Linked DNA regions of Macaca mulatta: regions 2 and 3 are each linked to region 1. Evidence: chromatin contacts called from public Hi-C data. All regions are on one chromosome and are shown on one strand. The core of a region is the stretch at or near the end of the contact, and the rest is flanking DNA. Distances in the headings are between cores, read along the strand shown.

What was found. Hi-C and Micro-C count contacts between places; a contact is called where the count stands out from the background.
Region 2: a contact with region 1 is called in a Hi-C map of blood, with 3 times the contacts expected there. The contact joins the promoter of L2HGDH here to the promoter of SOS2 in region 1. A contact is called at or near these places in 4 of 14 Hi-C or Micro-C datasets (CD4 T cells, blood, fetal cortex germinal zone and 1 more).
Region 3: a contact with region 1 is called in a Hi-C map of blood, with 3 times the contacts expected there. The contact joins the promoter of VCPKMT here to the promoter of SOS2 in region 1. A contact is called at or near these places in 2 of 14 Hi-C or Micro-C datasets (blood and cortical neurons).

What each region holds. Positions count from the first base shown.
Region 1 is chr7:123,464,693-123,467,760 of T2T-MMU8v2.0, forward strand. It overlaps SOS2 (SOS Ras/Rho guanine nucleotide exchange factor 2), which reads right to left and starts at 1,437. Exons shown (of 23, transcript NM_001260585.1): 1 at 1,296-1,437. The coding sequence starts at 1,382.
Region 2 is chr7:123,547,806-123,550,898 of T2T-MMU8v2.0, forward strand. L2HGDH (L-2-hydroxyglutarate dehydrogenase) reads right to left here and starts at 1,555. Exons shown (of 11, transcript XM_001099959.5): 1 at 1,341-1,555. The coding sequence starts at 1,480. It overlaps DMAC2L (distal membrane arm assembly component 2 like), which reads left to right and starts at 1,658. Exons shown (of 5, transcript XM_077940983.1): 1 at 1,658-1,706.
Region 3 is chr7:123,350,575-123,353,792 of T2T-MMU8v2.0, forward strand. VCPKMT (valosin containing protein lysine methyltransferase) reads right to left here and starts at 1,704. Exons shown (of 6, transcript NM_001266438.1): 1 at 1,436-1,704; 2 at 1,218-1,328; 3 at 985-1,057. The coding sequence starts at 1,701. SOS2 (SOS Ras/Rho guanine nucleotide exchange factor 2) reads right to left here. Exons shown (of 23, transcript NM_001260585.1): 23 at 2,307-3,218.

The DNA of each region.
Region 1 (3,068 bases), core at 187-2,686:
AGGCCAGAGTTCATTATCACCACTCAGCACACTTTTCATTTCTTCCCCTTTCCTTACAGAATTGGGCTGCACATGGAAGTAAGGTCAATTTAATACTTTAGCACTTAGTATACCAATGGAATAACTGTCTAGCTGCCAATAGTCATCTCTGCCAGGTTCTTTAAAAAGATACGACTTGGTGTTTGCCCTGAGGAAAGCAATACTTCCTTGTAAGAATTATGAAAATAATGGAAAATCTGCAACTCTCAACGCATGAGGAAAATGTCTTTAACTTTAAAATACACTACTTCCTTTCATTTATAGAAATTTAATGTATGAGGATATATTTTACAAGTATAGTCTCTTAAATTAATCTTTATTTTTTCTTTATTATTTTAGAATGTATTCTTGGTTATTTTGCACAAAAGGCAGAAAGGACTAAGTTTGCATTAATGGCAAAGAAAGCCCCTGCTCAGCAGGCATGATAGCTGATCCCGCACCTATTCAGTCTTTAAATGTCTTGATCCTACAAAAGGATTTATTATAAAAATGATCATATGGTTAGTACCTAAATTCAGAAGAAGACCACCACCATCTACAGGAAAGATGCACCCTAGCAATGCACCCAAACGTGAAAGACTGATTTGCAGGAGTTGCCCCCTTTTTGTTCCTTAAAATGATTTCAAGTCCTAAATCGCAATTTGGTCGTGAAGACACCAAATTTTCTAAGGGTAATCTCTTGTAAACAGGTAAGACACCGTCTGCAGGAAGTGGGAAGGCGCTTTAAATGTACCTTTAGAACTGTAAAATGAATAAGAATATCATGACTCACTGACATTTCACACATGTGAAACATCCATATTACAAAAAACCATTGCCTCATAAGTGGATACCCTTGACAAGCAAACCGCCTAGGGGAAACACTCCCAAAGAACTTAATTAAAAGTAATTACCCGACCTGAAAATGTGCTTTTGTTTTAGAAACTGTCTAAATACCAGCGGGACTTTCTCTTGCCCGATTCCAGCCTGAGGACAACAAATTGGTCAACGGCGGAAGTAGCCTGACGAAATGACTGCAACATGAAATCCAGTTTTATGATCATAACAAAACCTTCCTTCCGGGACCAGGCAAAAAAACTTGAGAAACGTCCTTCAGAATGCAACAGGCATTTGTGAGCCCCCATTGCCAGCCAACGAGAAACTGCTCGGCCCCGGGACTCGAGCCCTGTGGGAGGAACAAGCTGCTCCCCGTTAGAAGCCCAGGGGACCACGGGCCCGGCCCCCAACCCGCCGGCCGCCCCGGCCCCAGCACTGACCTTCCGCAGGGCCGAGACCAACAGTCCCCGCCATTTCGGACTATTCTCCTCACTGAAGAACTCGTAAGGCTGCGGCGCCTGCTGCATGGCCCCGGCGACAGCGCCTCCGCATCGGGGGCAGCCCGCGGGCCGGGCCGGTGGCCTGACAGGCAGGGCGCGGGCCGCCTTGCCTCGCCGGCGGCCGCCGCCTCCCGCCCGGACCGAGGCTACGGCCGAGGCGGCTGGGAGGCGGCGCCGGCGGGCAGGCGGAGACCCCGGGGTCGACTTCCTCCGCAGGGGCGGCCCTCGCCTCCTGCAGTGCCCGCAGAGGAAGCGCGGCGATCCGCGAGTCCGGGCGACCCCCGGCGGTGACCTCCTTTCCCGGCGGCGCTGGCCCGCTTCTGGGGCGGCTCCTCCTCCTTTGTCTGGGTTCGCGGCCCGGCAGGGGTACAGCTGGCCCAGCCCCGCCCCGACTCCCGCTACGGCCGCGGCGGGCGGTGAGCAGCGGCGGCGGCTGCTTGTCTCCTCATCGCCTCCTCCCTGCCCTCCCAGCCGACAGCGCCGCCCGGCCCTGCCCACTCGAGTCACCTCCACAAAGCTCTGGGGACCGACCCGGAGTGCGCGTCGGGCGAGCGAGCCTCACTATGGCGCGCACAGCGCCGGCCGCCGCTGCCGCCCGTTTAGCAGCCGCACAGAGTGCCTCGGTGTCGCCGCCGAGCCCCGGGTCCCAGCAGCCGAGGCTCGGCCCGCCCCCTCGGCCCGGCGCTCATAATCCCGAGTAGCCCGAGAGGCCTAACACGGAGCATGCGCGCCGCGGAGCAGGCAGAGGCGCCTTCCCGGCGCTGGTTTGCTGGGCCTGGGGGCCCGGGGGAGTCCGCTTTTCCTGGGACTGTACCGGGGGCCGCTCCAGACTCTCCAGTTTGACTGCTTTTTCCCCATATGCCCCCTCCTTTCGACCTGCTCAAGACAATCCGAACTCGGTGCCACTCTTGTGGCGCCTCGAGCCCCAGGACTACCGTCTTGGGAGGCTGTACAGGGACGTGGAGAGAAAGGGTCATTCGGGCTGGACGGGATATTTAACGTATTTGTGCTCTATGTGGCTTGTTTTCATGAGTACTGTATGCTTATACAAATTATATACTATATATAGTATATCGTTAGGAGATATAGTAACTGTTTCTTAGGGTGATGGTGTGGGAACCGAGAGATGAGGCGTGGAAAGCCCTTGCCTGGTGGTAGGGTCAGAAGGGGCAGATGACAGTGACGTTGATCAAGCTTGAATTGAAAGGTCCGTCACTTGCACGGGCCCTTGTGCGTTCACAAAATCATATCGTTTTTACAAAACTTTCAAAAGATATTTTCGAATTGTTTTCTTAATCGTGTCTTCCAAATTGTGTAGGCTTCAGGTCCTACAAAACCTGGATTGGCCTCTGGGACACACTCATTAGCAACCCAGAAAAGATCTGACAAGCTTTTCAGTTCAAGGAGGCATAGGCTCTGGTAACTTTATCATTACCACGAATTTCATCCCACTAGAGGCTGAGCATACTACTTTTAACAGGTTGTAAAGAAGATATCTTACTCCCTGTCTCTAGCCACCAGCAGTGAGAAAGGGAAAAGATGAACAGGGTACAAAAAATAAGTCAGTACTACAGTTCGGTTCCGGCATCAGTAGCTGAGCAATTCTTCTCCCCAAAACATGCACCACTTTTTCATTTGGGTAAAATCAGAATGGCCGAGTTGGAAAATAAGATTATTTTTCTAATCCAAGTATCCACTTAATCAAGAATATCC
Region 2 (3,093 bases), core at 305-2,804, 83 kb after region 1:
TGCGTTATGATTGTGCCACTGCAAACCAGCCTTGGCAACAGAGTGAGACCCTGACTCCAAAAATTGTTTTAAAAAACATTTTAAGTATAAACAAAACTTTCACTAGCCCTACTTTTCTTTCCTTAAGAAAAGCTTCCCAAAAGAACTGTCTACATGCCCCACAAAAAATCACAATCACTATTACTGGTCTCCCACTCTACTCCCCTCATCCACCAACACGCAGCAGCCAGTCAACTTTTACAACATCAACATTTAATCGCTAGTCTCTTCTTTCTTTCTTTTTTTGCGGGACAGAGTCTCGCTCTGTTGCCCAGGCTAGAGTGCAATGGCGCGATCTCGACTCACTGCAACCTCCGCCTCCCACGTTCGAGCGATTCTCCTGCCTAAGGCTCCCGAGTAACTGGGATTACAGGGGCTCACCAACACGCCAGGCTAATTTTTAAAATATTTTTAGTAGAGACGGGGTTTTGCCATGTTGGTTAGGCTGGTCTCCAACTTCTGACCTCAGGCGATCCGCCCGCCTCGGCCTCCCAAAGTGTAGCCTCTTCTTAAAACCCTTTTAAATAGTTTCCCGTGGCTCTTAGAATAAAAGTTAACGTGTGGTTAAAATAAAATAAAAACCTTGCTGTGATGTAGTCCTTCTCCCGGGTCATTCCACACCATCTGTCTTCCACTAAGCTTCAGTCACACTCATATGGCCCACCTTCTAGTCCTCAAAATAGCCAAAACCTCTCCAAGCCTTACAGCCTTCACACAAACTGTTTCTTCTACAGAGGGCAGAGAAAGACAGTGGTTTCGAAAGTCACGTCCAAACTATAAATCACAGGACACTGAATTCTGCGGGCTTTGATTAGCATAAGAGCTGCTTCCGATGGGGGAAACTCTATGCGGGGTGTGCCAGGAACTGATTTAAGACTGTATTCAGATCTTCCAAGCAACGCCAAAGACGCCAGCTAATAAACAGCATATTTGATTGCTTACACTGTGTGCTAGGTCCTTTTATCCTTCAAACGACCACCTACAGGAGACGCTAAGGTCCCATTCACGACTGAGCTCTTAAGGAGGTTAAGTAGCCCAGAGTTCAACAGCAAGTGAACGGGTTGCTCAAAGCCAGAGCTACTCTTGACCTCTACTCTATACACTGCCTTTCCTCCAGCCCGTAAATACAACGAATGAACCTGCAGGTTGGTAGCTCCTGGGATCCGAGGTTGGAGCGCCACAAGACCCCAACCTGCTCTCACCCCGGGACAGGGAAATAGGAACAGAGGCACAGGTCCACCACCAGGTGCCTCTGCGAGAGGCAGCAGTGCAGGCGGCGGGGAGGACCAGCTGTCACTCACCTGGTGCTGGCGCTGCGGCCACCTCCACACAGCGGTCGGGGCCTCCCAGACGCCGACCCGCACGCCCCAAGGAAGCCCCCGGCGAAACCCCCGCGGGCCCGTCCGCAGGCACCAACCAAATAACGCAGCGCCGGCACCATCCCCTACGCTCCCCTGCCTCAGCGTTCAGAAGCCGCCACTTGACCCTCCACGGCCGGAGACCGGCGTCCTCTAGCCCCGCCCCTCATGCGGGGGCCAATGAAGTGCGCGCCTTCGCCCCATGTGGGAGAGGCTGCGGTGGCCAATGGGCGCGCGCGGCGGAGGGCGAAGGGCAGGCCAGTGCGCCGCAGACGCGTGGACGCGGGCTGGCTCCCTCCTTCCAACGCTGTGAGTAGAGGAGCTAGGCCCCTAACCGGGCGGTACTAGGCTGGTCGTTGTGTTCCGCCCTCGCTCTTCGCCAACGCTGGGCTGACCGAAAACCTGGCCCTTTAGGTCGCGCATCTTCGACCTTCACCGCCATGCGGATATGGGCCGCGGGAGAAACTTTGAGGGCGGGATTACGGTGAAAATGCTTGTTTGGGTGGGCCCAGCGGCTTCTTTCTCCCGGCTCGGCTTCGGCCCCGCCCCCGCCCCCGCTCGGCCCTGCACGCGGCCAGCGGGAGGGAGAGGGCCCGGGCACCCACCGTCTCCGTCCCGGCCCTAGCCGAGTCGAGCGTCCACTGGAAGGGCGCTCCCTGTCCGTCCCTAGTCCTCGGTCCTCACGGAGGCTCTTTGTCACAGCGAAGACTGACAGCCCGTAGTCTTCTGGACTTCTTTTATGGGGCTCCTGGCGGTGCTATTCATTCAGTCATTGATTCGTCTTGTAAATATCGAGCGCCTGCTCTGTACTGGACCCGGCGTTGGGTACCGGATGAACCAGACAGCTCGGTCTTTGCCACCATTTATCAGTCTGTGCCCTTTTCTCGAGTACTGAACCGAAATCAGTTTTAAATGTGCTGTGCGGGCTCTGAGCAGCGACTCACCTGTACAGGTCACTTCACCTGATTCCCATTCTGTAAAAATGAGGGCAGTGGGCTGCGTAATGTCTAAAGGACCTTCTAACTCCTTAAAATTATGTGATTCACCATCACCGTGCTAACACGGGTGTTACTAACGCCCATTCTATATGCTTGATGGCAGTTTTTAATTTTTAGGGTTAGCACAGCTGAACATAACAAATAGAATGACACAAATTTATTACCAGAAGGACTTCGTGTGCCTCTTAGAATCTTGGTTCCAGTCTTTGGTCAGGTGGCTCCAGGAAATCACTTCACCTCTTTGCGTCCGACCCTCCTCTGTGAACTAGGAATGATAGCAGTGTCTCCCTAATCTTAGGGCCGTTGAGCAGATTACACGAGATAAGGTGTTTAGCACAGCGAAGCATTTGCTACGTGATGGCATTTATTATGGTTAAAGGGTTTTACTACCAGAACAGTGGTACATAGTTTGCTTTATTTGTTAAAACAATGTAGAATATTGCCTGCTTGTTCCATCACAGATGAAAAAAAGAGATGGTTATTCAACTTTGTGAGGTAATTGTGGATTCCCATGCAACTGTAAGAATAGAGATTCTGTGTACCCTGTACCCAGTCTTCCTAGTGGTAGCATCTTGCAAAACTAGTACGATATCACAGCCAGGTAATTGACATTCACACAATCCATTGATCTCATTCAGATTCCTCATTTTGTATTAGTGTTCTCTGTGTATATTTAGTTATATATTGTTATCAGGTGT
Region 3 (3,218 bases), core at 454-2,953, 110 kb before region 1:
CCCTACCTTAAAACAAACAAAAACCCCTCTGTAACTAACGATTGGGTAAGCTCCTCTTAACTAAACCATGTGCTGATTTCGGTTTCCAGAAAAAGGATTCAGACAACTGCATTTTGGAGTTCTCATGGAAAAACAAATGTAATCAACTTTACTCAAGAGATTAATTTTATGTAATTTGAGATTTAAATAATCAACAATTTACCCTACAAAAGTTAAATCTGACCCTAACTTGGTTCAGTGCTAATTATTTTTAAAATAACTGATACCCACAACACTATACAAACTGATGCACCTTTTTTTTTTTTTTTTTTTTTTGAGACGGAGTTTCGCTCTTGTTGCCCAGGCTAGAATGCAACGGCACTATCTCAGCTCACTGCAACCTCCACCTCCCGGGTTCAAGCGATCCTCCTGCCTCAGCCTCCCAAATAACTGGGATTACACGCATGCACCACCACGCCAGGCTAATTTTGTATTTTTAGTAGAGACAAGTTTTGTCATGTAGGTCAGGCTGGTCTCGAACTTCCGACCTCAGGTGACCCACCCGCCTTGGCCTCCCAAGTGCTGGGATTACGGGGGTGAACTACTGCGCCCGGTCCAAACTGATATTTAAAGCAAAGAACAGTGAATTATTTACAACTTAATTCTCAATGTCATGGTTAACATGTTCCCTGGGAACAACCAAGGGAAAAAGAGACGATTTTGGCTTTTCATAACATCCAATTGACAAAATCCTTTAAAAATTTTTACAGAAGCCGTGAGTAAAATGCATGTAACACTTTTCTCAACATGCTTCACCAGGCCGGTATGTTAATGATGAGCATATATACAAATGGTCCATGGTGACTTTTATCTTTTCTTTACTGCATCAACTATAAGGCAAATCCCGGATTCAAAGATGTTAAAATGTGAAGAAACGTGTGCTTCAGAATCCATGAAATATGGTTCATCTTCTAAATGAAGGTATTTCACTCACTGAATACTTACCTCTTCATAGTATATGCAGTCGGCCATCAGTATATAGTCGGGTGGAGAAGGAAAGCCTTCTATTTCTTCCCCCCTTAAAAATGTCAAACAAATATTTCAATTGTTGTTTTAATAATTCAAAATACTCTTGTTTTATAAAGAACCGAAAAGTCTCCGTCCATCCTTTTAATGAAACGCAATTTAAAACAAACTACAAATCGATATCTTAAAACAAGCTGAAAGGCCATACAAACCATTTCAGTACCTTGGCTTGAACAGAACCAGTGACAAGATGCTTGTTCATATTAATATTCATCTTCAGCAAGTCTTGCAATTCCTCAAGATCGGTGACTACAACATCAGCCCTATAAAATAACGTCGACTGAGGTGTAAGCACAGGCGGGAAAACCTGTAATCTGGATTTCTCCAGCAAGAAGGTGCCCCCACATCCCGCCCGCCCGTCAGCTCTTACCCAAGGGTAGCGGCCATGAGCCCCACGGCCCCGGTACCCGAACCCAGCTCCAGCACCGACCGCCGGCTCAGCGCGTGGGCCCCGTCACCAGAAAACTCGGGCGTTTCCAGGTATTTAGAAAGGACAATGGCAGCGTCCCAAACAACGCAACCCACGCCGCCGGAGCCATACTGCTGTAGTCGTAGCACCGTACCATCCCGCTTCTCCAACACGCGCACAAAGCTCCCCAGTGGGTCCTCCAGCGAGGACTCCGGCGTAGCCGCCATCGCGGCCGGCAACAGAAAGCGGCGCGCGCAGGCACGTCACATCAGCGCGCACCGCCCCGCCCTGCGGCTCCGCCCCCTCCCCGCGGCTGAGTTGACGCAGCAGCGCGCGTGAGTTAACAAAGCCCGGAAGGCGGCGTTACCTGGGCGGGGCCGAATGTGGGGCTCCGCCTTTCCCGACGGGCTTGGCAGCCCCCGCTCTACTCTAAATCACACGTTTGGCTTAACGAAGAGGCCGTTTAAATCACTTTTCTTGACAAAACTACTATTATAATCTGCTCTTTAAAAAACAAAGCCAACCTCAGAGTTTACCTAGTTGGAGACTTGATTTACAGAGTAGTTACAAGGCTTAAATGCAAGCAGCTTCCAAGATCCTACGAAAGATGGCTATAATCTTACAATCTTCCTTTTCAAGTTCCTAGTATGCTCCTAGTTTTTTGTATGAATTCAAAAAAGTGGTTGCTAGAAGCCTGCAGCTCACATTTAACACTGAAGAAAAATGTGTGTGTGTGTGTGTGTGTGTGTGTGTGTGTGTGTGTGTGTCTCTCTACAGGACTCAACAATCTCCCCCTTTGTTCCTTATAATGAAAACACATATTTTAAAAGTCTTTTAAAATTAAGACTGGGGTGATTTATTAATCTTGTTAAGAACTCTGATACAAAGCACAGTAAAAGGCCACAGACCAGTAAATAAACAACGTGGCTTTTGGCTACTTTACAACTGCTGCTACAGCACTATCAGCAAAACACTCTTTATCACTTTGAACAAAGGCATCCAAATGGCAAATAAAAGTTTTACTCACTTATCTGATTAAAACATTTAATAAAGCTTTAAGTATTTGCTGGTTTAAATATTACCAATCTAAAAAATATATTTAAAAAAAATTTCAGTTAACACGAGATTTATAGAGAAAGTTACTAGGTGTTGAAGGCAAGGCAGTTGGTTCCTATGCCATAGAATTTTTTTTGAATTTATGAATTAGTAAAGTAGCAGATTGTATTATAGGCCTCAAGTCACTTAAATTTATATAGATTAGCAGTATCTTTAAATATACAATATAAACAAAACTGTACATACATGGCATATTAACTGTTTTCCATAACAATAGGCAATTCATTAGCTAAAGACATCATAGTCTGCAAAAACAAAAGGCACATCTGAATGAGATACATGCCCTTTTTACCTCCATCATTGGGTTATGTAGTCTTTGATTACATTTTGACAAAATAATAAACACTTACAGTGCCATTCTATTATTTTCATCCTACTTTTCATTTTTGTCTTCAGCAGCAAATACCGGCATTTAAGACATGGAATTAAAGAGTTTAAGAACAGTTGGTGTTATTCACAATTCTCCTAGATGTAAAAACTAGAAGTAAAAACTAGAAGATGGTCAAAGAGGTCTAAAAATCAGTAACACCATATACCCCTCCCATATTTGTGTAAATTCACTGCCTTAAAAAGGCATCTATTACTCAAATTTGAAAAATTTCACAAAAGCACTATCCCTTTTCAGTGC